Regions from separate parts of the Mus musculus genome. Here all the other regions are linked to region 4. Evidence: chromatin contacts called from public Hi-C, HiChIP or PLAC-seq and promoter capture Hi-C data. All regions are on one chromosome and are shown on one strand. The core of a region is the stretch at or near the end of the contact, and the rest is flanking DNA. Distances in the headings are between cores, read along the strand shown. Region 1 overlaps Cmah (cytidine monophospho-N-acetylneuraminic acid hydroxylase). Region 2 overlaps Cmah (cytidine monophospho-N-acetylneuraminic acid hydroxylase). Region 3 overlaps Cmah (cytidine monophospho-N-acetylneuraminic acid hydroxylase). Region 4 holds the start of BC005537 (cDNA sequence BC005537). Region 5 has its middle 28 kb from the start of Gm22013. Region 6 overlaps Cmah (cytidine monophospho-N-acetylneuraminic acid hydroxylase).

Region 1 (4,760 bases), core at 1,678-4,177, 360 kb before region 4:
CATGATGTCTGGCTTAGTTGCCATAATTTCTAACAACAACAACAAAAAAACATTCATATATACCCTATCTGTAGATAATCTCCTCCTTTGACACTGAGTGAGTTCTTATATCATTTGGAATTTCTGGATAAACATGAATTGTATTAGGATCTGTGCTCATGTAGAAATCTATGTAACTTTAAAATACACTACAAGTCATTTTTTCCATAGGAGCATCCATATTGACAGAACTAAAGAGCCTTGGGCCACACAGAAAGTACCAGTCCATTAGCCTTGAGGGATGAAAAGTGGGCAGGAAGGGTGGAGATAAAAGGCAATAGTAAAAGTCAGACTCTGAGACCCAGGCAGGGCTGGGTCTGGTCACAATGAATGGCACAGTGTACGAGACATTGGCTTCCCCTTCATGTTCTGGTTCATGACTGTGAGAAACATCTTCAGTGTTCTCTAGGTGCCCCAAATAATGCTTTTACTGTGACATCTGTAACCTCGGTGCTTGGCAGGCTGAAGTAGAAGGATTGCCAGTTCCAGGTCAGCCAGGGTTATGAAATAAGAGCCTTTCTCAAATCAAACCCACATGATAACAACTAACAAAGAACAGGAAGAGAGGTCAGAGCTCAGCAGCTGGGCGCTCAGCCGGCGTGCAGCCACACAGTGGTTGGGTTGGCTAGAACCTGAACTCTGCAGCACACAGGAGAGAAATAGCGACTAGGACTCAGTTGTCTCCCTGGAGCAGAGCTGAGCTCTGAACCACTTTTCCCCTCAGCCCAGCCTGAGCACTGGTCACACTTGCTGTTAGAAAGCACCCAGGAAGATGCTCTAGACCCGTTTCCTCAACTCTAATCCTTGAGCTGGAATCTGGGAAGAGCCAGTAATTCCAGGGAAGAGGCAGGTGCTGGAGTAGCAAAGAAAGTCCTTGGCTCAGAGTCCAAAATGCTTTTGATATTTTAACAACTGGTATATCTAACTAGACAAATACTAATTTTGTCCCTAAGGAATTGTTAAAGGGGGTGGTAAAGAAAAGAACTTGCCAGCATTCACAACTGTCACATCTAACAATGTAGGGACACCCAAGAAGGGGATAGAGGGCTTTTAGTCTTTATCCACCTCAAAATAGAAAAATAGAAGCACCCCCAAACACTGCCATGGATGTAACCCAGTGCACAGCTCAGAGGCAGGCAGTGTAACATAGCAGGGAAGTGGACGATTCAGGCTTTAGACTGCTTAAAGTTTAGAAATATGTTGTACCAACAGGGGAACCCAAGGCTGATATCAACCTGAACTCTAAATGTCTGTGATCAGGACACAATAGAAGAAGTAGCCAACTATCATTGTTATTTTCTTGAGACAAGCTCTTCCTATGTAGTTTAAGCTAGCTTTAAGCTCATTATCTGTCTCCCTCAAGCTCTCCAGTATTAGGACTGCAAAACTGTACTACCAAACCCAGCTTTAAAAGTTATTTCACAGAGTCTAGGTCATAAACAGCTATAAAATGCCTCAGACAATGTCAAATTTGGAAGGTTTCCCGGAAATATGTATTTTTTTCTTTTCTCACTTCCTTTCTTCTTGTGACTCCTTACCATATTTAGGGGGATCACTGAAAGCAAATTTTCTGGAAACAATAATTGTAGGATCATGGAAATGACTGTATCACAGCTCAGTAGTGGGATTGTAGACATATCCTCTGATAGTTTGTATAAGGAGGCATTAAATCATATTCCCTGTTCAGCCTCAAACGGTTAATGCAAGCCCACTTTCCCCATAGGCAAACTGAGCTCTGCACAGTGAACCATTGGGCAGTAGCATACACTGAGCAAACTGTATGACCTATGACCTCAGGACCCTGAAAAGTAAACAATCGCAGAAAATAGAAACAAAATGACAGCTTGACAGAATAACCCTTCAGTGATGCTGAGGTTTTAACTTTGTGTTTACTTGATTATTTGGGAATGGTATCCTGTGATGAAGTCCAGGCTAGCTTCAAACTCAAGATGCTTCTGGCTCAGCCCCAAATGCTAGGATTATGAGCACGTGCCACTATGCCACACCCTATGCTTCTGTTTTCTCAAAACCATAGTCTCTCTCTCTCTCTCTCTCTCTCTCTCTCTCTCTCTCTCTCTCTCTCTCTCTCTCTCCCTCTCTCCCTCTCCCTCTCTCTCTCTCTCTCCTCAAGACAGTCAAAGAGTGGTGTTGAATGCTGGTGAGAACAGGACACATTGCTGGGGTAAGGGTGGAGCAGGGTAGAGCAGGGGTGGGGTCGAAATCGAGGAAGATCAGAATAAGCAGGAGAACCTTCTGAGCTGGAAGGTTTTGTTTCCTTTAGTTCTTTCCTTTTCACTTGCCAAGTCCCCAGGTGACTGCTTCAGTCACAAGGCTGCCTCCATGAAACCCCAGGAGAGGGGAAAGAAGCCTTCTCTCAGGTCAGAAGGACTTTGATTTCAAGAGAGTAGAGAGAATCCTGTTGCTCTTTCTCTTCTTCCCTCAACTCGCTCCACCTACCTTCCCTGTTTGCTCTTTGGGAGACAGGGTCTGCTGCAGTATCCCGGTCCAGCCTTGAACTTGCAGCAGTTCTTGCCCCAGCTTTCCGAAGACGCAGAAAGGCCGTGAGTCTTGCTCTGTTGCTGTTTTTCTTTCTCTAATGCTTGGCCCCAAAGTAAATGGAATTCTTAGAAAGAAAGTACTCATCCAGTCAGGGAAGCCAAAGCCCTGGCTTCTCAGTAGATTATTTTCTACTGATGGATCATTTGACATTGATAGAGAGTAGACACTTGGGAGGCAAGAAAGTACTGGGGAATGTTTCAGGGAGAGTTATGGCTTATGAAAATGAGCCAGAAGAGCAAGTAAACTCTGGAGCTCGGCAACTGGCTGTACTTTGTGACCATAAGCAGGAGACGGAGACTCTGCAACTGAAGTACAAGAGAGAGCACAGCTTAAGCCCCATACTGGTGACCTGTGTGACCCCATGCTGGTGATTTGGCAATTGTGGAACAGAGCTAAAAGAGGAACTGAAATGAAAACCGCAGCCTGAAGATAGCATTTTTGAACTTGTAGCATAAACATGACCTGCTTTTAATATTTATTAAAACGAAAGTATAAACTGCCACAAATAGAAACAACACCCAGAGTATCATAAAATAGTTTTCTAAGGAAAAAGATAAGATCAAAAACTAAGTATAAAGAAAACCAGGAAAACATTGCCATGTCACGAGGGGAAGCACAATATATAGTAGATCCAAAATGACACAGATGCTAGAATTATTAGGGAAAAAAATCAAACATCTATAAAAGTTATGTTTCAATAAGTAATGGCAAAATCCTTTGACTGTAAAGACAGAAAGAAAGCTACTCACACAGAGAGAAGATAGAAGAACTAAATGGAAAATTTACATTCAAACTACACAGTCTACAAGGGCAAACACCTGGATGTGTTTCAAGGGCCTGCTGGGATTGAGAACAGCAAGAGGAAGTGAACTTAAAGATAGAGCAACAGAAGCCATGAAACCTATAAACAGGAAGAAAAAGACTGGGACAAACAAGAACAGGGGACCCGTGGGACAACGGCAAATGTCAGGTATCCATGAAGAAGAGGTAAAGGCCACGCATGTAAACAAGAGGAAGAGTGGGTGGATGGAACTAAACTTAATAAAGGTCAGAAACTTAGATGCTAGAAGCACAGTAAGGCCCCAAACAATATAAACTTGAATCAAAAGAAGCCTGGACCCATCAGAACAAAATTACCAAAACATAAAGACACAGCAATATCAAATTACCTTGGTTTTTTGTTTGTTTGTTTGCTTGCTTGCTTGTTTTTATCAGAGGAAACAATTCAAATAACTGGGCTTCTAATCAGAAACAGTGATGGCTGGAAGTTAGTGGAATTTTAAATGTGTTTACAAGACAAAACAATTGCATCTAGATCCAGGAAAGAGGTATTGGGGCAGAGAGGAAAGCAGACATTCTCAGATGAGAGGGCTCTGGGGATCACTGCCTTAGAAAAACTCATGGGATGTTCTTCGATTAAAGAGGCGTGGTTGTGAGGGAGAACAGAAATGAAAATATCTTGACATATTTAGTGGACAGCTTTTTCATTAGGTTTTTTAATTTGAAAGATGATGTAACACCGAGACAACTATCAGTATGGAGAGATGTTATAGATTAAACTGTGTCTGTTCAAAATTTTTATATTAAAACACTGAGCCCTGAGTAGTTCAGAAATAGAGCTTGCTTGAAGGTAGGGCCTATACAAAAGGAATCTAGTTAAAATGATTTCATGAGGGCAGACCTTGTACTTAAGAGTTGGCCAGTGTCCTTAAAACAAGGCACAATTTGGGCACAGAGACACATGAAGGAAAGATGATATGAGGAGACAAAGGTGAGGTGGCTCAGGAATGGTCATGGTCAGAGTCCGAGCTCAGCATGCAGGAGGCACGGGTCCTGCTGTACAGCGAATTTGACCTTCTAGCTTCTGCAGTGATAAACAAAACAGCATTCCTATTTTACTTCTGTTCTCTAAGCACCTCCAGCGTGGCAATTAGAGCAAAGTGATTCAAGATTCACACATGATGTAATCCAAGTAGATTGTGAGAAACTAGTGTAGATCGTGTAGAATGTTATAACATTATAATCCCCAGAGCAGCTAGTTTATAAGGGAGGTGATTGACCAAAAAGATTTAACAGGCAGACTAAATAGAATACCAAAAGACTTGCAAGTAACTTAAAAGAAGCCAAAGTGGGAATCAGGAAACAGAGGAATACAGATAAGT
Region 2 (4,877 bases), core at 223-2,722, 330 kb before region 4:
GCAGTAGTTATAAGCTCGACCCTGGATTTGAGCTGTGGATTTGCCCAGCTTCTCATCTGCACCCTGCTTTCCCGCCACTCTGTCCCAGTGGCTCTTGGCTCCCTCCTTCTGTTCTCAGCCTGTGACCTGCCTCCAGGAGACTTCTCCCCTTCTCTCTTTCACTCTGCACTCCTGTCAGCGTGGTAGCTACTTTTTCTAAGGATAGGAGGGAATGGACTCCCAAACCTTGCCAGGGCCCCCTGAGAGCTGCTGTGTTTCCATTTCAGATCCATAGCCGGGTGGATGTCATCAGGTACGTGGTGAAGAACGGCCTGCTGTGGGATGATCTGTATATTGGATTCCAGACCCGATTGCTGCGGGACCCTGATATATACCATCATCTGTAAGCCTATCCTGAGAATGCTTGAGGCCACGGGGCTGTGTGTGGGGAGGGGCATGGGGCACAGGGGGTTATACAGGGAAGTGTAGTCACTGGCTGACCGTGCTCCCCAAGTTAGCAGAGATATGGGGCTCCATCTTTTTTTTTTCCTCTGTGTTTTTGACAACATATCATCCTGTTGCCCAGGCTAACTCCTGACAATCTCTACTTCATCGTCTCTCATAGGCTGGGTTTACATCATATCTGGCTCTCCTTTTTAACAAGAAACTTGAGCTCAGTGTTCTGTAGACTGGGGGTTTACAGGAATGGCCCACTGTATTTGTGCTTGCTTATACTCAGAAACTTCACATATTATTAAGATCATATTTGGGATCTGAGAAAGATTTCTATCTTTACATGCACAAGGTCAGTGAAAAGAATGTAGTCTTACCATCACTACTGGCTCTCTGAAAAGATGAAGACATTTAATTTTGAAAAGTCCTATTATGTAAAATGTCTGGGCTGCAGAGATGGTTCGGCAGGAACGGGTTCTGTTGTTAAGCCTGCTGACCGGAATTCAGTTCCAGTGGGACATACAGTGGAGGGAAAGAGATGACTACTGAACGTTGTTCTCTGACCACTACATGCACACCAGGCACACATGCATGCATTCTCACACACATAGAAACACACACAAAATAAACTAATTAGAGTAGAATTTTTAAAAAAATTAGAACGTCTAAGTAAAGCCCTCTAGCGAGTGCATTGAAATATTCGTTTACATTTTTTTAAACTTATTTCTTTTAAAATTTTGGTTTCCTTTGTTTGGTTGGGTTGGTTGAGACAGGCCTTCGTTCTATACCCCAGATCAGCCTGGAACTCATTTCAGAACCTAAGCTGTCCCCAAACCTCCCATGATCCTCCCTGGCTCAGCTTCCAAAATACTGAGATAACAGGTGTGAGCTACCACACGCAGCCCCCACCCCTTAGTGTCTTAAAATTGTATTTTAAAATATAAAGAACGTAGGAGTATGTGTCGTCTGTTATAGCCCTTATGGTTTCAGTTGCCCCTCCTGTGAAACCTGTCTGTTTCCTGCCTCTCCCTCTGCCCTCTCTCAGGATGACTCTTGATAAAGGGCTGTGTCTTCCTGGCCTATATCTCTGCATACCCACACTTCTGTGGATATAACGTCTTCAAAAACTTGTCACCTATTGCTGGGGGTGGGGGCAGATGATACCACAGTGTCTCAGTGCCACACAAGTATAGACAATCTGCTTCTTACCATTTGAAACAGTGGTTGGATGAGTCATGTCTGCATCTCTTGGCAAGTCCCCCATGCTTTCCTGAGTTCTTGTGTGTGCCATTTCTGGGGCTAGTTCAGCCAGGCCATTCTTCAGGGAGCAGGTTCACCTTCCTACATCTAAGGGGGTGTGGTCACCTTCACTAACACTCCAACATGATGCTTTTGTGCATCTTGTATGAGGGTAACTTTCACTAATGGGAACTCCGTAAAGTGGGCTCACCACAAACAGACAGATAGCTGTCCTGTTTTAAGGGTCTCAAAAATTCAGTTACTGAAACAGCAGAGCAAGACTGTCCTCTGGGGAGAGCTGAGACCAGGCACCAAAGAATTCCTGGCCAAGCAAGAGGCTTTGACATTCAATGTTCATGTCTCTTTGCTTTGTTTCTTGCAGGTTTTGGAATCATTTTCAGATAAAACTCCCTCTAACACCACCCAACTGGAAGTCGTTCCTAATGCACTGTGATTAGTCTGGACCTGGTAAGTCCCAGGTAAGCACCGTGTGGGACTGGTAGACACCTAGCCATGTATCGTATGGCTTTCGCTCTGTCACCTGAATTACAGGAAATGTGACTTCCAAGGGATCATGAAAGAGAGATTGCATGAAAACACTTAAGGCATAAGAATAAACATATAAAGGTATAGAGGTATAAACTAGTGAGCTCACCTGCTCAGAGTCCACAGGCTGCTTGAAAGGGTTGAGGTGACACAGTCTACAAAGGAAAACAGATGCTGTTTTGGAGAGAAATCCTGAGTACAAAAGGAGAGAGAACAATAAAACCGGGAAAGAAAATTGCTAAAAGCAATGGCTGAGACGGAGCCTGAGATCAGCTTTTGTGGCACAAGTCAGATTTGCCCTTCCCATAGCTAAGCATAGAGTCTTGTTAGCTGTGCTACAAAGCTTGCTCCAACCTACATGTGATCAAAAAGGCCACATGCTGTGGAAACGGTAATTTTCTTGACCCATGCATTTATATTCATTTATCCCACCAGTGCCCACCCTCTGTATTTATTATGTGTTAATACTTGCCTCTGCAGTACAGTGGCAGGACTACAGAGATGACTTAGTTGGGAAAGTGTTTGTCATATGCGTATGGGAACCCAAGTTACTCCTCAGCATCCATACAGAAAGGCAGGCTTGGTGGAGCATGTTTGTCATTCCAGTGCTAAGAAGAGGAAGACAGGCAGATCTCTGGGGCTTGCTGGCCAGCCAGCCTATCCTAACCAGTGGGTTCCAGCCAATGAGATCCAGTCTCAAAACAAGGTGGCCATCTCTTAAGGAAGACACACCTGAACGGACCTCTGACACATGCACAAGTTCATGTATATACATATAAAGTAGACAGTTTTGTATAATCGCCTTGATGCACAGTGCCACAGCCCCACTGCATAATTTTGTACGTGATACACACTCAAGGGAGTAAAGAACACATTTCATAACTGTGAGAAAGTAACGGACAAAATCAACCGAAGAAAGGAAGGGTTTGTCTTAGCTCACAGTTGGGCAAACAGACAGTGTTGGGGAAGGCAGGTCAGAAGCAGTGACTGGCTGCCCCAGTCATCCCAATGAGAAATGAATGTTTGTTCTTTGCTCACTTGCTCTTTCTATTCAATCTAGGACCCCAGCCCAGAGGATGGTGCCTGAACATTCAAGATGGGTCTCCCCTGCTTCGATAAACCTTTCTGGAAACACTTTCATAGACACAGCCATAACTACCATTATTCATTGGCAGTGTCTTTTATTCAGAGATGGCAAACAATGCCCCCAAATCAAGAATTTGCTCTTAAATCTTGAACACAGCAGCAGTTTATACCAAAGAAGACAAGTTTCTCTCAGCAATGGGCAAACACTACATTTAAGGGATGTTCACATATGTGCCTGGTGTGCATTGTCGCATAGACGGACTCAGAACTACTTTTATCGGGGCTGGTGTTGTGGCTTGGTAGTATAGCATGTGCTTAGAGCATATGAGGCCCTGGGTTCCAACACACACACACACACACACACACACACACACACACACACACACCTGTATAACCCTAAATTCATCCCATGTACACTCTTGTGCAAGGAGAACCAAGGAAAGCCAAGAATGAGCTCTGCATGGGAGATAAAGCCTAACAGAAGGAAAAGTGAGTGTCAGCACAGTAGGAACAGGAAAGGAAGGCTACCAGACTCCAGCAGCAAAAAAGAAGAAAGCTAGAGAAGACATGTGGGCTGGGAGGAAGGTGGGGAGACTAGAAGAAAATGGGAATGAGAAGATGCTGCCGGTAGAGAGAAGAATGTAAAAATGGCTCTTGTGTTCTTTGATAGATCCGTACCCCAGGCAGCTGCAGGACAATGTTTTCAGCTTTTCAGAGAGCTCTTGGCACCATCTACTTCCCATCTCACTAGAACCGAAATGACTTTGATTCTGTTGTGAAATGTGTCAATTAATGAAGCCCGGGGGTCCTAAGAGTCTTACACGCGTTCGCCACCGGCCAGGAAAGACGCAACAAACCGGAATCTTCTGCGGCAAAAGCTTTATTGCTTACATCTTCAGGAGCAAGAGAGAGAATGGTGAAACCCCGTCCCTTTTAAGGAGAATTATCCTCCGCCTAGAACGTGTCGCTCCCTGATTGGCTGCAGCCCATTGGCCGAGTTGTCGTCATGGGGAAGGCAGAGCACATGGAGTGGAGAACTACCCTTGGCACACGTGCAGATTATTTGTTTACCATTTAGAACACAGGATGTCAGCGCCATCTTGTAACGGTGAATGTGAGGGCGGCTCCCCACATAAGAGTTCAATAGATCTTTGATTGATGGCTCATGAGAATTGGGCTGCCGACTGTAAGTCATCAATAAATTCCTTTACTATCTAGAGACTATCCATAAGTTCTGTGACTCTAGAGAACCCTGACTAATACAACTAGTTAATAATCTTAGGGAGAAAATATTTTTAAAATCTATAGAATATTGTTGTGTCTGGCCAGCAGATCACAACCTGGGTTCTAGCCTGGAAAGGCATTTTGGAAACCTGGAAGAGAAGAGGGGCTAGGCGGTGAGAGAAAGAAATGCAGCTAAGACAGGCATTCTGATCAAAGCTCAATTTTACTGTTCTGCACGCAATTATAAAGCAGGGGAAGGGGGCCCGATTCCCGCCAATTAATCTTGGGGTCCAATAGCAAGGTGACCACGTGCAAGGCTCTGAACAGCAAAGTGGCAGGTTCCAGCAGTG
Region 3 (4,914 bases), core at 2,277-4,776, 400 kb before region 4:
TGATGTTTCCTGACCAGCTTGGATGCTGTCACCTTTGTCTACTCAGAAGGGAGTAAAGGTATGTTTTCAATTTTATGCTATTCGTGTGTGTGTGTGTGTGTGTGTGTGTGTGTGTGTGTTTGCAGGTGGTGACTTGTTGAGATTGATTGTCATGTAGCCTAAGATGTCCTCAAATCCCTTTGTAACTGAGGATGATTTTAAGTTCCTACACTTGATCTTAGCCAAAAGGCCAAGACGAAATGATCTCAAGCTCCTAATCCTCCTGCTTCCACTTTCCCCATTCTGGGATTACAGGTGCAGATGACCACATCAAGTTTAAGGGTTCACATCCGTAGTAGATTGTCTTTCGTGTTCTGTGACTAGGTAGAAGAACTGAGTGTTTTTGTTGGCAGAGTTGGCAACTCTAAAATTATCTTTGAAGATATAGCAGTGTCTACCTAAGGAACATTGGGTAGGCAGTTAACTGAGGTACTTGTGTGGAAAGTCCACTTTGCCCACACCTTGTTTGCCATCCACATACATTTTATCTTCCAGAGCCTGCTCTCGGCAGTCCACTGTCACCGGTCGCTCTCTGGGCACTTCTCTTCCTCTTGAGCAGCTGCCAGCAGATCTTTATGGTTCTGGGCATTTCCTTCTGCTAGTATATTAATAATTTCTGCTTTGCTCAGGAGCACAGTAAGTGTCACAGCCAAGAGAGACACTGAGCAACAAGGGTTCCAGGGCTTAGAGAGCTGGGGTCTGGACCTGAGGATGTTTTGGCCTAGGAGGTAAATTAAATTCACGGATCCAAAGATCTCAGAAGAGGATAGGAGGGTCATGGCTTCTTGGCCAACTTTGGCTACATGTTCTCAAAACAAACAGCAACAGAATGTAATCAGGCTTAAAACACCTGCCAATAAGATGCTGACCATTTGTGGGAACAATTTCCCACCCGCCTTCTCTTTCTGTTGGGGAATATCAAACACAGTACAAATCATCCTTTAGAGCACTTCCTAGTCAGCATTCGGGGTGCCTTCTGTTATACTTTTGAAATCTAGAATGTCAAATGTAACATCTCGTTTTACTTTTACAAGTAAGCACACAACTGTTGTGAAGATACCCTTGGGTGGCATCAGGTTTAAATCGTAGGTTCCTGAGAAGATTCTGTGGGAATCACCTGTGTGGGCTATTAGTTGCAATGGTCACCCAACTGTTTATTAAAATCCTTTTGTGCGTCAGGCTGCGGAGGAACCATGAAGACTCATGTATACATATGTCTGACAGTTTTCTATGGAATAGAGAAATCGATAAACAGCAGAGCTAAAAACCAAACGATAACTTTGGATATGTCCCACGAAGGAAAAGGTCATGGTACTGTGAGAGGGTCATGCTTGTAGTGAATTTCCCCTTCTCTGCGAAGTCTTCCTTGATGAGAATTGACTTGGGGCTGAGAGGTAAGGAAGCTAAATATGTGCACAGGAGGCAGAGAGTATTCCAGGCACATGGCTATATTTTGAGGAAATGAATGAAGACTACATGTCATTAAGAGCAAGACTGTAGATTAAAATGAACTGAAGGGGGCAGGTAATGTACCCCAGTAGGTAAAGGCGCTGGCTGCTAGCTTGGTGGTCCTGAGCTTGAGCCACATGGTAAAAGAGAGTGTTGGCTCTCAAAAGTTGTCCTCTGAGCTCCACATGCGTGTCATAACATGTATTTGCACATGGACACACATATTATCACACAAACAGTATAATGATAAATAAAAGCAGCTGGAGGAAGTAATAGGATTTTCATGGGCCTTTTGGTGACGTTCATGGGTAACTTGCTGGCATAAGAGGAATTGAAGCATGGACAGCCATTGTCTGATGTGTTTGAGCAAAAGATAGATGATCTAATCAGACAATAATCTGAGTGGGAAGTCAGCAAGCCCATCTGCCTTGAGTCTTCTTGTTCTGTCTGCACACATTCCTTTCTCCTGACTTTTAGCACAGTATCTCTTGTAAAACACAGGTCTTAGGATCTACTCTCAGGCAAGACAAGTCAACAAATGTCTTCATGGCTAGCTCTAAGACAGAAAGGTAAGGGGAAGATTTGAATACTGTTTTCAATGGTGTGGTTTGCTTGGGGAAATAAGGCTCGGGTTTCTTCTACGGCTTACCTGAAAATGAGTGGTCAGGAGCCCAAGAGCTTGCTGTCTATAGAGAATGAGGTGGACAGATAGTGTGGCTGAGGGGAGATCAGAGAGAAATACAGAAGCTGTGAAGTTCTCTCTCTCTCTCTCTCTCTCTCTCTCTCTCTCTCTCTCATTCTCTCTCTTTCTCCCTCTCTCGGTATGTCTCTGTGTGGGTATGGGTGGTCAGGGATGTACCCACTCAGAGGCCAGAAGAAGGCATCAGGTATCGTCCTCTATGTTCACAGCCTATTTCTTTGAGGCAGGGTCTCTCCTTGAATCTAGGGCTCCTGTCTTCTTAGTTAGGCTGGGAGCCAGCAAGTACCAGCAAACCTCCTGCCTTTGCCCCATTCAGAGCAGGGGTTAACTGACACATGTGCGATGCCCAGCTTGTTAAATGCGTGCTGGGATCTTCAGCCCTTATGATTGTGCAGTAAGCTCTCTTAACCCCTAAGCCATCTCTCTAGTCCCCGCTTTTCATCCTTGAGAGGCTAAGGAGATGAAGATTAATCCTCCAAGACAACTTCTGAGTGGGTAGACATTGTGTTGTCCTCCTTAGGGTATCACTTCCCCCACTGCCAAACTGTGATACATCTTAAGGTCACAATTGCTTCCATCACCTGAGTTCCTTTTGTAATTGTTTTAGTGTAGTACTTTAAAGCTCAGCAAATTTTGAGGGAAGTCTTGAATAAAATTAGAAAACTTATATTCCTCATTTAAATAACCCAGGAAATATATACTTAATGTCTTGGGGAAATTTATTCCAAAACAGGCAAACAGGTCAACTGAGAGAATACAACAAAAGCAAAATGAATTTTTGTGTCTTCTGACACAATCTGATACAAACGCAACTGTAGGTTCTAACTCAAAATAGCAGAATCAGTCAGGAGATTAAAACAGACCAAAATCGGCAGCTTGGAGATGCTTGTGATTAATCCCTTGTTTTCAGTGAGTTTTGGACCTTGTTTATAGACATTGTTAGGTTCACTTGAGTCTATTTTAAGCATAAATAAATTTGACATGCAAAGTAACGGGTTTCCTTTTGGCATCTTCATGCGTATAGTTTGTTCTCATTTGCTTTCTCGACCCAGTGTCTGCACCCTGGGGCCCACTTCTTCCTCCAGATGGTTGCCCTCCTTCTCCCAAGAGTCCATCTTCTGCTTTCAGATCATGCACATGTTTCTAAACACACTGAATATGTGCCATCCTTTTTGTGGAATTTAAGAAGCTAAGAGCAAAGCTCAACTTGAGTTTTCCTCTCTTCCTCCCTTGATACCTCTTCCTTCCTTCTCATGATCCCCTTTATACTTTAACATACACACACAAACACAACCTTTTGGTTTCATGCCCTCTTTATACGGCATGATGAACCCAGGAAATCGTACCACCATACCTGAAGTGGCTTCTTCCTTCAAAGTTCCCTCAAGGGGACTGCAGGGTGACTTTCAGTAAAACTGCTTGCTGTCTCTCTCTCTCTCTCTCTTTTTTTAAAATTTTTGCTTCAGTCACCCTTATGTTGTTAAAAAAAAAAACCATAAAGAGCATCTCTAGCAGCCAAGAAAAGTCAGTATCAGAATCCAGAGCAGCATTTGAGAGGCCTCTGTATACATCAGGAGCACTCTGAGACACAAAGTAACTTCTCAGGACTGTGTAATTACCATCCTGGACTGTTTTCCTTTCCTTTGCTTATCTTATAGTCCTGTCCTATCTATTTTAGTAAGTCTATACAATAATAAAATCTTGTTCTATCATATGGAAGTTATGCAAAGATTTTTCTTTCTCTACCTGAGAACGGTGGTGCAGACCTTTAATTCCAGCTACTCAGGACGTTATGACGAGAAGATTGCTAACTCGAGGAAACCGTGCCGTGGGCAACCGCTTGAGCTCCTATATCAATACTAAAAGTAAAAAATCAACAGTGGCAGAGGACTTACCAGCACACGGAGCCCTCAGTTCAACATCTAGTACCACAAAAATGTATCTTTATTTCCTCTTTAGTTTTTCCTAGCAAAAGATTCATTCTCTATCACTAACTGGCCTTTTTTTTTTTTTTTACAATTATTATGATTTTTTTAAGTAATTTTGTGTACAGTGTCTCAGGCTGGCCTTGAACTACAAACTTCCTACTTTTGCTTTCTGAGTGCTGGGATTATGGATATATGCTACCAGGCCTTTCAGAAAACAAATTATGTTGCTTAATTATATTATTATTATTATTTAAATTGGCAACTTGAAACAAGACAAGATTATTTGGGACAGGACACACTAGTTTATCATAAAACCGTTTAGGTTTTTAAGTTACAGGAAGAATGCATTTAAAAACACATTTTATTTAAATTTACTTAATGTATTTACTCTTTATAATTACTTGTAGGCCTCCCAAGATATCATCATGTAACAGTCAAGACTTTATCTATCTATCTATCTATCTATCTATCTATCTATCTATCTATCTATCTATCTATCTATCTATTTATTTATTTTACCAGTATAAGCCCTTAGAGCTTGCTGTTCCTGAAGCAGAAAACACTGGCTATTCCACTGTTAAGTATGAAACAGATAAGTATGATCCGGATTGACTGCTAGCCTAGGCAAAACAGTTGTTATCAATAAAACAATTATGAGCATGGTATCAACTTTTGATGGCCTATTCAGAACTGTGTCTTCAAGACCCAGGATTCAAGATGCTGAAAGAACGGGGCAAATTGTAGTTTAATGGTGTAGAAAAACTTACTTCAATTTCAGTACACTTCTATATATGAATG
Region 4 (4,547 bases), core at 887-3,386:
GAGAATGACTTCGAAGTCACAACAAACCTGCTTCAGCCTCCTGAGTGCTCGGATTACAGCCACTATGGCTGACTCATGTTGGAACTAATTTGGAACGATCAGGAATGCCAACCTTGGTTCTGGAGAACTTACATTGAAGAATGGGCCCTAGTACATCTTGAACTCCAGTTCTAGGGGATCCGATACCTTCTTCTGGTGTCTGGGCACAAGTATGCATGCAGGCAAACATAAAAATAGGATTTTATTTATTTTCTTTGGCTTATGGATAAAGGGTGATTGCAGCTAATAGATTTTGATTTCACGAAGTGAAAAGCAGCTATTTAGGAGACTGGACTTTTAAAAGTTTCGACCGAGTAGTCAGGAATGCAGCACCCAGGCTTTGTTCATGTGGAGTATCAACCTTCGCTGATTAATTATGTAACTTCGTTTTTATCACACCAGAGTCTCACAAACCGAATGAGCGCTCTTTGGGGTCAAGGACGGCGTGATTCAGCAGTAAACGTTCCAGTGTCCCATTTACCGTTGAGGATAGAGAGTCAGGAGAAGATGGGACGTAGGTCTGAGGTTCTCGGGGATCCCTGTTCACTGTGGTGGAGGAATCACACGTAGAGTTCGGCTGCCTCTTCCGATCCTAGCAACAACGCATACAAGGGCTTCTGTCGCTTAAAGCCCGAGGTCCGTTCGCCTTGGTGGTGCAGGAAGAGGGGTGAGGATAGAGGCGCATGGACTGAGGCTATACTCGTTGGGGTGCAAGCAAGCTTCATTCCGCTAACTCGAAATGATTTCTCCGTTGTTGCCAACTGGCCGACTTCTAGGGAATAATAAAATGACCCTAACCACCCTTCAGTCTTCCGGGTTTCTTCCTCACTCTGGCCCTTCCAACACCCATTTTTCCGCCCACTTCCCCGGCTTTGGCTTTTGAGCATCTCTGGAGCAGTGATTCTCAACCTCCCCATTGCTAAGATCCTTCAGTACTGTTCCTCATATTGTGCTGACTCCCAACCGTAAATTTCTGTTGCTACTTCTTAACTGTAATGTTGCTGCTGTTATGAATGTTAATGTTTTCCGATGGTCTTAGGCAACCTCTATAAAAGGATCATTGGATTCTCCCGTATGGGGTGCGACCCACAGGTTGAGAACCGCTGCTTTAACAGGACCCCCACCCTACCCCACCCCCTAAGTCCAACTACCGCTCCCCAGCATAGCCCAGGGTGGAGCTACTCTCTCCGCTTCGTCATGGAGGGCGTAGGGGGCGTGCTCTTATGACGTAAAAGGACGGGGCGGGGGAGACCTGGACAGCCTGACGGAGGGACAGAGGGGCGGAGGGAGTGGCGGGAGACCCTTGCCACGCCTTAGGACTTTCCATATTGATAAATAGGGGAAATGTGTGTTCTCAAACACCCCTAGGAAAAGAAGTATCTTACTGAAAGCCTAATTTCAAAGCTACTCACTATTTATACCGACTTTTATATGTCACACATTACTAGCTTTTCGGTTTTTCTGTCTCCATAACTGTGAAAACCTTCACGCTTCTTTTCCCGCCTCCCCCTTCAGTTTTTGCCACAGATGGTAGCGTCCGGGGCGCGCGCAGGCGTAGAGCGCTCGGGGCGGTGCCGCGGAGGGGCGGGTGACGCAGCAGCCGTCGCTGCCATTTTAAGTTGTTTGTTCTTGTTTCTTTTCCTCAAACGCGACTCAGCCCCGGACCCGGGAGGTTCCAGCGGCAGCCGCTGCTTCTGAAGCCACTCCGGTGCGGGGGGTGGGGGAACCGAGGCTGTGGCCCCGCGGACGCTCGACCTCCTCCTCCGTTGCGGCTCTCTCCCCCCATCCGTCGGGGCTCTCTCTTGGACTATCTTCCTGAACCGGACTGTTGGGCGAAGCAGGCCTCGGGAGCCGACGCTCGAACCGAGACAACTTTGCCGGGCTCACTCCGCGGACAGGCCGTAGCGCAGGGCTCCCCTCCTTCCCTCTTCCCTCCCGCGCGCTTTCCTCTTCCTCGCCGTCTCCCCCCTCCCCCTACCAACCCCGCGCCGCGTCCTTCCCTCCGTCGCCGCCCGGGGCGCCGAGCCCGACTATGGGGCCCAGGTGGGGGCTGAGTGGCGGCAGCAGCGCGCGTGGCCCGGCCACAGAGCGCAGCGCAGCGGGCATGGAGGGGCTCCGTCGGCCCGTCGTGTTCTCTTGACATGGCTCCCGCCCGCGCCACGAGCAGCGCCCCCGCCGCCGCCGCCGCCTCCTCCTCCGCAGCCGCCGCTCCGCCCGCAGGCTGCGGCTAGACGGCCCACCGACGGTCGGCCTGCGAGTCCCGCTCTCCTCTCCGCGGGGACCCCGCCCTGCCGCCTAGATCCCGGCCTCTCTGTCCCCTTGGGAAACCACCCAGCCGCCCCCACTCGGGAAACATGGGCTGTTGAACGGGAAAAGCGAATCTAGAACCCGGGAACTTCATTCCTTGCTTTTTTTTGGGGTGGGAGGGTGGGCTTCCTTTTAAGAAGTAATTATTATTAACACGATTATTCTCTTCTTTTCCCCTCCTCCCAACTGATCCTTCCTACTTAACTCTCTTCCCGCCTCCTCTACCCGGGCGGGAATTGTTTCCACATTGAAATGAGTGAGAACCCGAGTGATCCAGTGTCTCCCGTGGTGCGAGTGAGTCGCTGCCGCTGAAGGCCAGGGGTTGTGGGTGGGACCTGGGGGTCGAAGGCAGGTGATCCCCGGGCCCGGCCTGGGACGTGGGAGAACCCGCCACCTTAGCCTCAGCCATGCTCACACGAAGATAATCGAACTCCCTACCATCCCGAACTTGAACGGGGTCAAATTTATACGGAGGGCTCCCCGGGGAATGTAGAACCCACCGCAGGGCTAAGGGTGCTTGGATCCCGGGCATTAATCAGGGCTAATCACAGAGCCGGAATAACTATTAATACCGTTTAATAGACCCCCCTTTCCCTCTGCCATCATGGTTCTCCTTGGCAGCAGCGTTCGCAGCCGCCTGAGGGTGAAAACGTGGGTGATGGGGAAGTTGGTAATGACTCCGCTGTTTTTTCTCATGACTCCTTTGGGCAACAGCTGTCCACCCCCGGTATACACTGTAGTTGATTGCAGGGAAACCCTGTACCTCTCCCCTTCTTTCTCTGCTGATTTTGCACTTTTCTCTTTGCTCACCACCAAGTGTAATCAATAGCAAAGCACTGACAGTTCATAGCAGTAGTGAAATCTGAAATAACTAAGAATTAATCAGGTACTACAGCCATGGATCTGGCTGGGTAAAATCCAACTGGGGATTTCAGTTTCATTCACCTACCCTGTTTTGGTGGTTTTCAGTTTTTGGGTTTTTTGTTTTGGGGGGGGTATTTTTTTTTTCCCTGTATTTGGGAAGCAACATCACAATTTTCCCTCCCTTTTCTCAATTTCTTAATCCCTTTTCTGAAAAGGGACTATGCGAATGGGTTTCAAGGATTGGACCGGTGTCAGCTGTGTTTTACTGCGCACCTAAATCCTGATGATCGGTTTTTCATTTTCCCCTCAATGGCTTTTATTTTGGCAGTTTAGCCACATGTGTTTTCCAGAAAGTTAGTTCCAAGTTTTTTTCTCCTCTTTCTTTCCTTCCCCTTCACCTTCCCCATCTAACCCCCAAACATTATTGTCCAAACATGACTGGACAGCAACTTTTGTTTCTTGACCCTGTGGTATGACAGTCTGCTAATATTGTTAGAAGGTGCAGTTTGGGGGTTACAGTTGTGATTTAGCTATTCAATCATATTAGCAGGAAAAAAAATGACTTGTTTCTGTTGTACTTGAGTCTTAAGAAAAAGTGCCCATAGTTTAGTGACAATTTCCAAAGGCTTTAGTACCACCTGTATTTCAAAATGGGGGACCCAAACTCCCGGAAGAAACAAGCTCTGAACAGACTACGTGCTCAGCTTAGAAAGAAAAAAGAATCTCTAGCTGACCAGTTTGACTTCAAGATGTACATTGCCTTTGTGTTCAAGGAGAAGGTAATTTAAAGTTCTTACTGTGAATTAGTACAAGTGGGTTTGTAAGTGTGTATTATTTGATACTTCAGTGTTTTATAAATATTAGGTTTAAGAGTGTTTGGAGTAAGACTACTGCTTTTTACTGCTGGGGTTAGTCTGTGAATAGAGACCTTAGAGAAAATGGAGGGCTCATCATATTGACTGAAATAATTCTAAGGGCTTAGTAGAATACACTTTTAGTTGACATTGGACTGTATAACTGAAACTTTTATGTAGAACAAAAGGGAACTTTAGTAAAGTTACATAGGATGTCTCCATGTAGGTGACATTTCTTAAGATATAGTTAATGAAGGAATACATTTAAACTTCAGAAGCAGCTAAAAACTGAAATGGTAAATTTTTGTTTAGAATTGCTATTTTTTTAACGTTAAAAATCAAGAGGATGTTGGGTGTGTGTTTATGATCTAGTTCCATAGTTAAATATTAGATGAATTTGAGTGAAAGGCAAACAGAATTCAATGAAAGCAGTATTGTTTTGCAATTCAAGATGGACATTTGTCAGTAGGGCTGTTTGACATA
Region 5 (4,996 bases), core at 1,783-4,282, 290 kb before region 4:
TGACCTAGCCCTGAGCGTCATGGACACTTTGAGGCTGCAAAGCGACTTCCCCCTCCATTTTCTCTCCTTAATTCCTGCTGGGATCCATTGTGTGTTCTCATCTTAACCAGTTACAGCCTGCACCCAGAACAAAAGAGCACGAGAACACCTTGATTTCGTGAGGAAAGCTTGTAGCTAAGCAAATCTTTGTTTCTAATCCAACGCTCAAGTGAGGAGCCTGGCAAGGCTAGAGATGCAATGCCCAGAGGACATCTCTACTTGCTCTCTGGTATGAAAAGGAAGTTGTCTGCTATTTTTAAGATGGGAGACGCCGTCTTCAGGATGAGATACACAGTTCTCCTCTTTCCACAGCAGCACCTGCTTTTGCATTGCATGAGAAGGTAGGAGGAGGCTGTAAGCACACTGGTCAGAGCCCTGATCCACTCCCTGCTCTGACACTACGCCTCTGTAGGACATCAGCCAGGGGCCTCACCCACCTAACACAGTCAACTATGTTCTTTTGGCTACAGCTAGAACGAAGCTGGATGGCTAATTTTAATTTTCTTATTAACACCATCTGGAATCACCTAGGAAGAAAGTTCCCCAGATCAGGTGGGCTTGTCTTGGTGGGCAGTGTCTCTTGATTATCTTAATAGATGGTGGAAGACCTGCCCTGTAAGTCATCAGCACCATTGCCTAGGTCCACACCCTGGAGTGTAAGAGTAGAGAAAAGAACTAACTATGCGTGCATTCTCTGCTCTTAGCTGATGTGACTGTTTTAGGTTTCTGCTGCCTTGACGTCCCCACTATGACGGACTGTAACCTGGAATTGTGAACGCAGCAACCTTTTTCTCTTAAGCTTCCTTGTGTTGAGGTATTTTATCACAAGGCAGTCATGAAACTAAAACCTTTATCCATTTCTCTTCTGGTCAAGTCCTCTCCTGCCCCTGCTGGCTCTCATATCCACCCTCAGTCTTTCCATTCTTCCTCCTGCATGGGGTCAGCCTTGTTTTCCCCCCAGTTCTTGACACCAGTGTGGACCAGATGGTGTGGCCTAATGTGTCAACCTGAAAAAAGAAATAATTAAAACTTGCTATCTCTGTCCTTCATGTGTGAACTCACTGATTACAAAGCTGGAAGTCTTGCTTGGTTGCAGCGCCTCACTTTTCCTCATGTGAAAACTGAGGTAATTAATTAGTTAGTTAATTAGAGGCTCCACCTTCCACTCACTGGCAGAGTCCAAGAGCCCTCTGTTTTTCACTAGGGGTGGTCCTGTGAGCAGGTCAGGACCGGATAGTGTTGTCTGCCGCAGGTAACTATTCAGACCCTAAGAACAGCATGAGAAACACTGGCCACCAGTTTAAGTCATTTCAGAGCATCTAATTCTGAGGCCTGGGGTTTCTTTTAGTGTGAGGGGTGGGGTCCACTGAGGAAATAACGTGGTCACTCAGCAACTCAGGCTGGGCTCAGCTAGTGTTTCCTCCTTTCCTCAGAGAGCGATCTGTGTGATCTGAGAGCAGGTGGGAAGGCTCAATCTCTGTGGAGCCAGTTTACCAAGGTCTCTGGCTAAGCTACTTCTTGTGCCTTGGACCCACCACTTCCAAGATCTGCAAAGGCCCAACCCTCACATTGAGCAGGGACCCAGCTCGGTCCAACACTGCATCTGAGCTCATGGGATTTCAGTGCCCAAGAGTCCGTGCCTAATGTCCTTTTTGTAGCTTAACCAAGGATGTGGTGACCTACTTCCTTCACAACATATAACACGGAACCCTTTCTTCTGTGATATGTTGGAGGAAATGGATGCCACAGCACACTTGTCTATACTTTATTAGACCCTGGGCCCCAACTCTCCCCAGGTAAGCCTTCCTTTCCAACTTTGGGGTTATTTGCAATTTACTCTTGAACTCTGCCCCTTTGAGACCTAGAGCAGGCTGGAAGCTGCTTGTGTTCAGGGTCCTGATACTTCATGTCACTTCTCTGGGCTTCTGATGCCTTGTCAGTGCAGCCAAGCACATGGAGTAAGTCCTTGCATGAAGATAAAGCATGAAGAAATAGTTTGTCAGAGCTATTCAAATTCTTTTTAAACTTTCTACTTCAAAAATAAAATATGGGCTGGCAGGAGGGTCAGTGGTTAGAGATGCTTGCTGGCAAGCTTGACAACCTGAATTTGAACCCTGGGACCTGAGAGACTAGGTCTTAGTTAGTTACTATTGCTGAGATGCAACACCATGACCAAGGCAACTTACAGAAGAAAGTATTTCAATGGGGCTTACTTACAGTTTCAGAAAGTTAAGTCTATGGTCATCGTGGTGGGGAATGTAGCAGCAAGCAGGCAGGCAGGCATAGTATGGAAGCAGTAGCTAAGAGCTTACATCCTCATCAGCAAGCAGGAGGAAAAGAGAGTGAGACTGGACCTGTCTTGGGTTTCCTAAACCTTAAAGCCCACCCCCAGTGACATAACTCCTCCAACGGGCCACACCCTACGCCAGCAAGGCCATGTCTCCTAACAGTGTTCAAACATTCCCACTAACTGGGAACTGAGCATTCGACCATGAGACTATGGGACCATTCTCATTCAGACCACCACAGACTAGACATTTGATGCCTGATAGACAGACAGATAGGGAGAGGGGCCATGACTAAGACAGGTAAGTAATAAGGATAAGTCAACTTCCAAGATGGTGGCTTCTTCCTTGCCCTTCTGACCAGAGACCAAAGCCTGGCAGCTTAAAACCAAAGACTAGCAGGCTTTTTTTTTTCTCCAGCCAGTGAGATCAGCATGCTGAAGGACTGGTCAGACAAGTTCAAAGCCAGATGTTTACACCAAAGTTGTAGACCTCTCAGCTACCCTGTCATTTACCCTGACCATCCCTAGATTAGGAGAGGAGGGCCCATCAACTGATGCTTAAACCCGAGCCCCAGATGAGAGACTGCATCTGAGCCCCGCCCCCTCTCTGCATCTGAGCCCCGCCCCCTCTCTGTATCTGAGCCCCGCCCCCTCTGTTTGGCAGAGAGGTTTTTCCCTCTGTGTCTTGCTGTACCTGTGAGTTTCCTCCCCCCAATCAACGTCTTTCTTTAACCGCTGACTCTGCTACTCTGCTGTGTTTGCAATGTCTCTACCTCTATCTGCTGTGCTCAAGACTTTCCTGCCTTTTAATTCTTTATCTTGCAGAGAAAGTCAACCAGTTCAAGACTCCTGTCCCCTGAGGGAGAATCAACTTTTACAGATTGTCCTCTAACCTTCATCCATGCAGTGATACAAGCACACACACACTCATGCACACACTCACGTACACACACACACAAGCTGAAAGAAAAAGAGGAAGTGTCTAATGAAACTGCCCTCCTTAACTATGGTCTCCTGGAGATTCAAACCTTTGTTGGCTCCTGCCCCCTCTAGCCTTCAGCTGCTATTCTCTGGGTCTCAGCCTCTAGAGCTTCCTGCTTCCAGTCCTGACCTTTAACCTCTATCTCCCAGCTTCCTGCCCTCCAGTCTCAGCCTGCAATCTCTAGCTCCCAGCCTCTAGCCTCTTGGCTCTCGCCATCTTCATTTCAGAGGCAATCTTTTTCCATATCCTTAACACTTTCCTCTCTATATATTTTTTTCTATTTGAAATTGTCCAGGACCTTTTAAGATGAGGGCCACTGTTTTACAGGGAATGTTCACCAATTCGAAAATCACTGTGTGACAATTCATATTGTGGAATTCATACAAATGAGGTTTTGAGAAATATGCATATGTTTGGGTTTTTTTAACTTTAAAAAATGTAGCTGGGTAGTGATGGTGCACGCCTTTAATCCCAGCACTTGGGAGGCAGAGGCAGGCAGATTTCTGAGTTCAAGACCAGCCTGGTCTACAAAGTGAGTTCCAGAACAGCCAGGGCTACACAGAGAAACCCTGTCTCAGAAAAAAAAAAAAAAAAAAAGTAGAGCAAAAAGAGAAGACAAATGTACAGCAACCACCATAGGATAATGAGTGTTTATAGGATAATGAGTGTTTATAGGATAATGAGTGTTTGAGGGGTTCTGGCAATTCTCATTTTGAAGGAAAACCAAGGATTTATAGTGACTGCCTCGCTGGCTGCCATGCTGAACTTCCAAAGTCCTTCAGAACACTCATGCCTGCAATCTGCCTTCTGTCCTTTCTTTCTTCTTCTTCTTTTTCTTCTTTTCATTCCATTTTGGTTTGTTTTTATGAGACAAGGCCTAACTCTGTAGCGTTGGCTGGTCTGGCCCTTACTATGCAGCCTGGGTTGACCTAAATCTTAAGATAGTCCTCTTGCGTGAGTCTCTTGGACACCAGTATTAGACATGAACCTTTCACACCTAGCCCTGTGGTTGGTTTTCATTTGCTTAGCACAGATATTCTCTAGATCACCCATGTACATTATCATAAGCCTTACCAAGGGAAACCCAATCCTGTCTTCTCTGCATATTGTAGCTATGCAAATATCTAACAGAAGGACCCCCATCACCATGTCAATAAATGGAAGTAAAATAATGCCCCTCTTTTCTGCACACAGTAGCCTGAAATGAAAGCTTTTATGGGGTTCTGAGTGGTTTTGTTCAGTCTGTAACTTGTAAGTAACAATCATTTATAGAACTATCTTGCTGAGTAAAAGGCTTTCAAAAGTGGCTCCCTTGGGGCTGGAGAGATGGCTCGGCTGTTAAGAGCTCTGCTGGCTGCTCCTCCAGGACCAAGGTTTGACTCCCAACACCTATATGGCAGCTCAAACCATCTGTAATTCCAGTCCCAGAAGAGACAATGCTCTCTTCCACAGGCGCTATAAACGTGTGGTACACAGACCTGCATGCAGGCATAAATGGTTCATGTGTGGGCTGGGGATGTAACTGGTTCCTTTGGTAGAGTAGTTGTTAGCCTACTTATGTATAAGGTCTTGGGTTCGATCTCAGCACTGTATAAACATATTGGCTGGTATATGTCTATGATATAGCACACCAGGAAATTAAGGAAAAATCAGGCGTTAGATGTTATTCTCAGCTACATAGAGAATTC
Region 6 (4,730 bases), core at 1,665-4,164, 380 kb before region 4:
GCGCAGGGGAGGAAACTACCAACGGAAATAGTGAATTTGGGTAAACATTCACTCTTCAGGCAGTCTAAAGTCATCCTCGCCATCCTCGCCTTCCTGGTGTGATTCGCAGAAGTAGAAAGAACACCAGCAGCTGCTTTGAAATACCCTGGAGCTGGCAGATGATGGACAGGCAAGTGAGAAAGGGCTCGGCTCTGTATGAAAGCAGAGCGCACATTTGCATGGATTTTAAAAGGTGGGGAGAAAGGGTAGTCACTATTGGGGGCCTCTGAGCCCGGGTTGTGGGAGATGCTTCAGACATTTTCAGCTGTCTTTTCAGAATGTGTATTCTTTCAAACCCAACCGGGTGCATGCTCCTCTGGTAATGCCTGTCTCTTCCTAGCAGGAAACAGACAGCTGAGACCCTGCTGACCCTGTCTCCTGCTGAAGTTGCCAACCTCAAGGAAGGGATCAATTTTTTTCGAAATAAGACTACTGGGAAAGAGTACATTTTATACAAGGAGAAGGACCATCTAAAGGCATGCAAGAACCTCTGCAAGCACCAGGGAGGCCTGTTCATGAAAGACATCGAGGATTTAGATGGAAGGTACCGTGGCTCCTTTGCTCTCTTGCCAGTGACCCTGTTTGCAGTTAGAGTTGACAGGAAGGCTTCTCACCCGGGACATTTTAAATGACCCAGTCAGCAAATTGCTTCTAAGTTTTCCTCTTGTTTCATTGGAACAGTTTCCTGACTTCAAAATTATGTTTTGCTTAGATTTGCTTTCTCTTCTCTCTTTCTAAGAACTCTAAGTTAGCTTGATGGTCCTAGCTATTGGGGTGTTTGGGTTGCAGGGGTAGGAGCACACATATGAGGTATTGCATTCATCAAAGATTCAATTCTTCTAGAAGTCCTTCTTCCAGGACATGCAAGCACATTAGCACACACACACTCACAAACACACACACACACTCTCTCACACATACACACACAGACACTCACATACATTCACACTCACACACACATTCTCACATCCACATCCACACACTCTCACATCCACACACTCACACATACACACACACACACACACACACACACACACACACACACACACACACACACACCAGTGAGAGACAAACAGACAGAGAATGCTTTCCAAACGTTGCTAAAAAGCTGGTAGATTTTTTTTGTTTTTCTGTCAGCCTAGCTACACTTAGAAAAGAGACAGAGTCCCAGCTGTCTCCCCTACACAATGGTGGGGTTCTGATTGGTTTTTTCTAAGAGCCTATGCCTTTGCCAGCCTTCATCCCCATAGAGAACGTCTGTCCTCTGGACAGCAGCAATGTTAGGACAGAGTTGTTTGGCTTTGGAGAACTATCTGGCACATCTCAAGAGAATTCTTGGGCATCTGCTGTGTCAGCACTATTTACCTCATAAATGCTGGACCCTACCCTTTAAAAGCCTGCCCTGGTCTACTTGAGTTGAATCCTTAGGTGTTGGGCCTTGTCATTACTTTGTGTGATCAATCTTACCTGTGGCCTTGTGTGGATAGCTCAGTAACAGAGAGAGCTGAGGAGTTCTCCAAGAATACCCCACTATCATTATGCAGAGGACAATCCCAAAGTCTAGAATATTCTCACAACTACCCATAGACTTGTTTGATTACAGATACAGTTCCTCATCCTAGTCGACTTTCCACTGTGACTCTCTGTTACACCTATAGCCAAAACTGCAGATAATACTCAATTTGGGTTGTTGGCGTCTTCCTAGGGAATAGGGCAGGGGGCCTCACCTCCTTCATCTCTGACACATCCTTGCAGGACTCGGGGGAGATAGAGGTTTTGTTCTCCTGCTGATTATCTTTGGGAGATATTGAATTTCCTGTCTTGCCATATGTAGCTAACCACTGAGGGAGATGTTAAAGCGAAGTGGGCTCTCTCCTCCTTGCCTGCCTGCCTGCCTGCCTTCCTACTCTCAGCTCTGGAGTAATCTGGAACAAGCTCGTCATCTTTCTCAGCCTCAGTCTGCTCACTTGGAAAGTGAATAGATTGCCAGGATTCCGAGAGAGTAAAACATTTGCTGTTGAAGCATGGGAGCCATGTTCAGATCCAGAGCATTAATGTAAAAGGCCAGGCACTGTGGTGTGCGCCTACAATGCTAACCTCTGGAGAGGCAGACACAGCAGGATCCCTGGGCTGCCTGGCCAGCCAGTCTAGCTTAATATCAGTGAGCTTCAGGTTCAGAGAGAGATACTGTCTCTCAGAGCAAATGAAAGAAATGAAGAAGGAGTAACTGCCGATGACAGACATGTTGGGATAAAGGAGATTGTGCTACTTGCTCTTCTAGTTCTAGTTGTGTCATGGATGTTTTGGCTTGGGTAGTGGATAACTGCATATAGTATATTCAGTACTGAAAGTGTCAAATTTAAAGGGATGTTTCATGTTCCATTCTGAATGTCAGTTCTAACTATATATACGTTTATTAAGTTGAACAAACTTTGGGTCTAGATAATTTTGGTGTATGGTGTTTTCTATTTATTTGCAAGCTGCTTTTTTAAAAAAATATAATAATAAGGATTATTGAAAATAAATTTCAAAAAGAGAAAAAAGTAAATGGAAAAGAAATTGAGAAAAACTCCCAGTAGTGACTTTTCACTCACACACATGCATATACACATTCTCACACACACAAAGAAGACCCACTCACTCAAAACCTACAAAAAGCGTTTGAAAGAATATCACCATAGTATATGATAAGCATCCAACTGATGTTCACTGCTGTTATTATTTATGTGGGGCCATCAACTGCCTGTGGTCTGTACACAGATTATTTGAAGAAGTGATGATTTTTATGTTGTTTGCTCACCTAAATATGGTAAGTTCCACACCACAGATTAACCATTCTTGTCTTCCGCAAAGCCTTAGTGTGGTTAATCTTAGTTTTTGTTTGCCAGCAGCTTAGCTCTGGTGTCGGGGATTGGGGGTGGGGTGAGAGGTGGAGGCTGGATGTTGACAGAAGATAACTTTCTGAATACCACTCCACCCTCCGCCTTATGCTTTCAGAGTCTCTCACTGAAGCTGGACCTCACTAATTAGGATAGATAGGTAGGAACCCTCCGGATCCTTCTGTCTCAACATCCCCAGTGCCGATTCTAGGTACATGCTGCCACTTCGAGCGAGCGTTTTACAGGAATTCCGGGGTTCAGACACTGATTCTCATGCCTGCATGACAAGCCACTGAGCCATCCCCCAGCCTACAAACCTCTTCTCTTTGCTGCCCTCACAGGGAAGCTGGGTACTCTCGGCTTTATTCTCTGTGGAGCGCACCACACAGTAGTTAACCTGCATGCCTGTGGAGGCTCCCATTTGCCTCTCTACCTGCCGTTCTTTTCTGGAGCCTCTGTACCCTTGCCAATCGAAGAGCATCTTTCTCAGGGTACAGTTAAGCATAGTCCATTCCTTCCTGCCATCCAGTGTCCTTCCTGACACATAACCAGGATCTTAGAAACTGTCCATCTCATGTCCTTAAGTCTAATGCTCTCATAGCTTCTGTGTGAGGAGCTGAGGTCCTTCTTGTGCCCACCCCTTCCACCTCTCTCTTATCTCCTATTCTTTTCCCATACCCTCCTGTCTCCTGCCCCTCTCTCTTCTCCTGTCCTACTCCTGTCCCTTTCCAGTGCCCTCCGATCAAGCTGGCACACAACCATACTTGGTTCTTTCTTGGGTTCTAGAATATTCTATAGTTCCATCTGGAATGCCTCATCCTGATTTTTAGAGGTTGTTTCCCACTAGTTCCTGAGAAAGGAGGCACTACAAAGTAATTCTTCATGAATCAAACCGTGGACTATGTTTTCTTGCCGCCCTAGAAAGGACGTTTAAAAATTCTGGATACAACAAAGCCGGGATATGGCAGCATGATATGTTTTCTAAGTTTTCTTCCTTCCTTCCTTCCTTCCTTCCTTCCATCCTTCCTTCCTTCCTTCCTTCCTTCCTTCCTTCCTTCCTTCCTTCATTCCTTCCTTCCGTTTTTTAAATTTTAAATGATGCTTCTGGTAAGAGCCATTTCTTGGTTTAAAAAAATTCCTTCCCTCTTGAAACAAAACCAACAACAAACAAATTTATAAAGATAAGAACAGAAATGGTTTGTACCCTACTTCTGAATGAGCAACCTAAGGTGTACCCTATTTTCAACTAACCCCCCCTCCCCAGATCTGGTAAGCTTCATTTTCTGGGGAAGTGAAAGGGAGCCTGACGTAGTAGCTCACGCCCATAAGCCCAGGGCTTAGGAAACCGAGGCAGGGCTTCTCTTTGTCTGGGACCAGTTTGGGCTACAAAATAAAATTCTGACTGAAAAACAGAACAGGGCCTGGAGCAGTGAGTCGTGAATGGTGGTGCATACCTAGAAATGAAGAGCTGAGAAACAGCAGGGAGACGAGGAGGCCATGGTCAGCCTCAGCTACATATAAGGTCAGGGCTAGCCTGAGCTACATGAGATCCTTCTTCGAAAAAGCTGAAGAGAGCAAGAAGGAATGAAAATAGGAAGGAAGGAAGGAAGGAAGGAAGGAAGGAAGGAAGGAAGGAAGGAAGGAAAGAAGGAAGTTAGTTCAAGCAAATATCAAAAATTATACAGTACCTCCTTTAAAGTCTCCTGTTGGACATAGTCTGAGTCTTATTCTGAAATGGAGTTACGTTAATAAACAGAAATGTAGAACATACACCTAAATACTTACTGATAAAAAGAGAATTTTAGTGCATGT

What was found. Promoter capture Hi-C pulls out the DNA fragments that hold promoters and counts their contacts. A called contact is a pair of places that touch in the nucleus more often than the background predicts. HiChIP or PLAC-seq counts read pairs in DNA pulled down with a chosen protein or histone mark.
Region 1: an H3K4me3 HiChIP or PLAC-seq map of the 230-238 cell line shows a contact between it and region 4, with 22 read pairs. The contact joins the enhancer-like site here to the promoter of BC005537 in region 4. A contact is called at or near these places in 5 of 39 promoter capture datasets (hematopoietic stem and progenitor cells, hippocampal neurons, liver and 1 more), 2 of 484 Hi-C or Micro-C datasets (B cells and CD8 T cells), 8 of 115 datasets of contacts at active chromatin or transcription factors (the 230-238 cell line, CD8 T cells, the SCID.adh cell line and 4 more) and 1 of 9 other capture datasets (liver).
Region 2: a contact with region 4 is called in an H3K27ac HiChIP or PLAC-seq map of regulatory T cells, with 6 times the contacts expected there. The contact joins the enhancer-like site here to the promoter of BC005537 in region 4. A contact is called at or near these places in 2 of 39 promoter capture datasets (hippocampal neurons and liver), 11 of 115 datasets of contacts at active chromatin or transcription factors (CD8 T cells, the SCID.adh cell line, bone marrow-derived dendritic cells and 7 more) and 1 of 9 other capture datasets (liver).
Region 3: an H3K4me3 HiChIP or PLAC-seq map of the 230-238 cell line shows a contact between it and region 4, with 13 read pairs. The contact joins the enhancer-like site here to the promoter of BC005537 in region 4. A contact is called at or near these places in 2 of 39 promoter capture datasets (neutrophils and pre-B cells), 3 of 115 datasets of contacts at active chromatin or transcription factors (the 230-238 cell line, large pre-B cells and pro-B cells) and 1 of 9 other capture datasets (liver).
Region 5: a contact with region 4 is called in a Hi-C map of B cells, with 13 read pairs. The contact joins the enhancer-like site here to the promoter of BC005537 in region 4. A contact is called at or near these places in 11 of 39 promoter capture datasets (the C10 cell line, HPC-7-derived erythroid cells, fetal liver and 7 more), 1 of 484 Hi-C or Micro-C datasets (B cells), 9 of 115 datasets of contacts at active chromatin or transcription factors (the 230-238 cell line, DN3 thymocytes, the HPC-7 cell line and 6 more) and 3 of 9 other capture datasets (adipose tissue, liver and pancreatic islet).
Region 6: a contact with region 4 is called in a promoter capture Hi-C map of fetal liver, with 5 times the contacts expected there. The contact joins the enhancer-like site here to the promoter of BC005537 in region 4. A contact is called at or near these places in 4 of 39 promoter capture datasets (the C10 cell line, fetal liver, pre-B cells and 1 more), 2 of 484 Hi-C or Micro-C datasets (CD4 T cells and regulatory T cells), 7 of 115 datasets of contacts at active chromatin or transcription factors (the 230-238 cell line, CD8 T cells, effector CD8 T cells and 4 more) and 2 of 9 other capture datasets (adipose tissue and liver).

What each region holds. Positions count from the first base shown.
Region 1 is chr13:24,441,919-24,446,678 of GRCm38.p6, forward strand. The region is part of intron 11 of Cmah (cytidine monophospho-N-acetylneuraminic acid hydroxylase); the gene reads left to right. Among named protein-coding and RNA genes, the nearest start is that of Gm22013, 42 kb to the right of the region's middle. Within about 2 kb of position 2,928, at least 77 of the 459 cell types and tissues checked have an H3K27ac peak or open chromatin away from gene starts, as enhancers often do. A contact at or near this core is called in the 230-238 cell line, B cells, bone marrow-derived dendritic cells and 3 more, where this site is marked.
Region 2 is chr13:24,466,494-24,471,370 of GRCm38.p6, forward strand. Cmah (cytidine monophospho-N-acetylneuraminic acid hydroxylase) reads left to right here. Exons shown (of 17, transcript NM_001111110.2): 15 at 267-382; 16 at 2,054-2,150; 17 at 3,278-4,877. The coding sequence ends at 2,129. Among named protein-coding and RNA genes, the nearest start is that of Gm22013, 18 kb to the right of the region's middle. Within about 2 kb of position 1,473, at least 13 of the 459 cell types and tissues checked have an H3K27ac peak or open chromatin away from gene starts, as enhancers often do. A contact at or near this core is called in CD8 T cells and regulatory T cells, where this site is marked.
Region 3 is chr13:24,395,430-24,400,343 of GRCm38.p6, forward strand. Cmah (cytidine monophospho-N-acetylneuraminic acid hydroxylase) reads left to right here. Exons shown (of 17, transcript NM_001111110.2): 2 at 1-58. Among named protein-coding and RNA genes, the nearest start is that of Gm11342, 22 kb to the left of the region's middle. Within about 2 kb of position 3,527, at least 23 of the 459 cell types and tissues checked have an H3K27ac peak or open chromatin away from gene starts, as enhancers often do. A contact at or near this core is called in the 230-238 cell line, pre-B cells and pro-B cells, where this site is marked.
Region 4 is chr13:24,799,521-24,804,067 of GRCm38.p6, forward strand. BC005537 (cDNA sequence BC005537) reads left to right here and starts at 2,137. Exons shown (of 5, transcript NM_024473.3): 1 at 2,137-3,989. The coding sequence starts at 3,861.
Region 5 is chr13:24,512,204-24,517,199 of GRCm38.p6, forward strand. It overlaps a transcript of Ripor2 not described here. Among named protein-coding and RNA genes, the nearest start is that of Gm22013, 28 kb to the left of the region's middle. Within about 2 kb of position 3,033, at least 32 of the 459 cell types and tissues checked have an H3K27ac peak or open chromatin away from gene starts, as enhancers often do. A contact at or near this core is called in the 230-238 cell line, B cells, the HPC-7 cell line and 3 more, where this site is marked.
Region 6 is chr13:24,416,842-24,421,571 of GRCm38.p6, forward strand. Cmah (cytidine monophospho-N-acetylneuraminic acid hydroxylase) reads left to right here. Exons shown (of 17, transcript NM_001111110.2): 3 at 60-169; 4 at 383-583. The coding sequence starts at 159. Among named protein-coding and RNA genes, the nearest start is that of Gm11342, 43 kb to the left of the region's middle. Within about 2 kb of position 2,915, at least 31 of the 459 cell types and tissues checked have an H3K27ac peak or open chromatin away from gene starts, as enhancers often do. A contact at or near this core is called in CD8 T cells, fetal liver, memory CD8 T cells and 1 more, where this site is marked.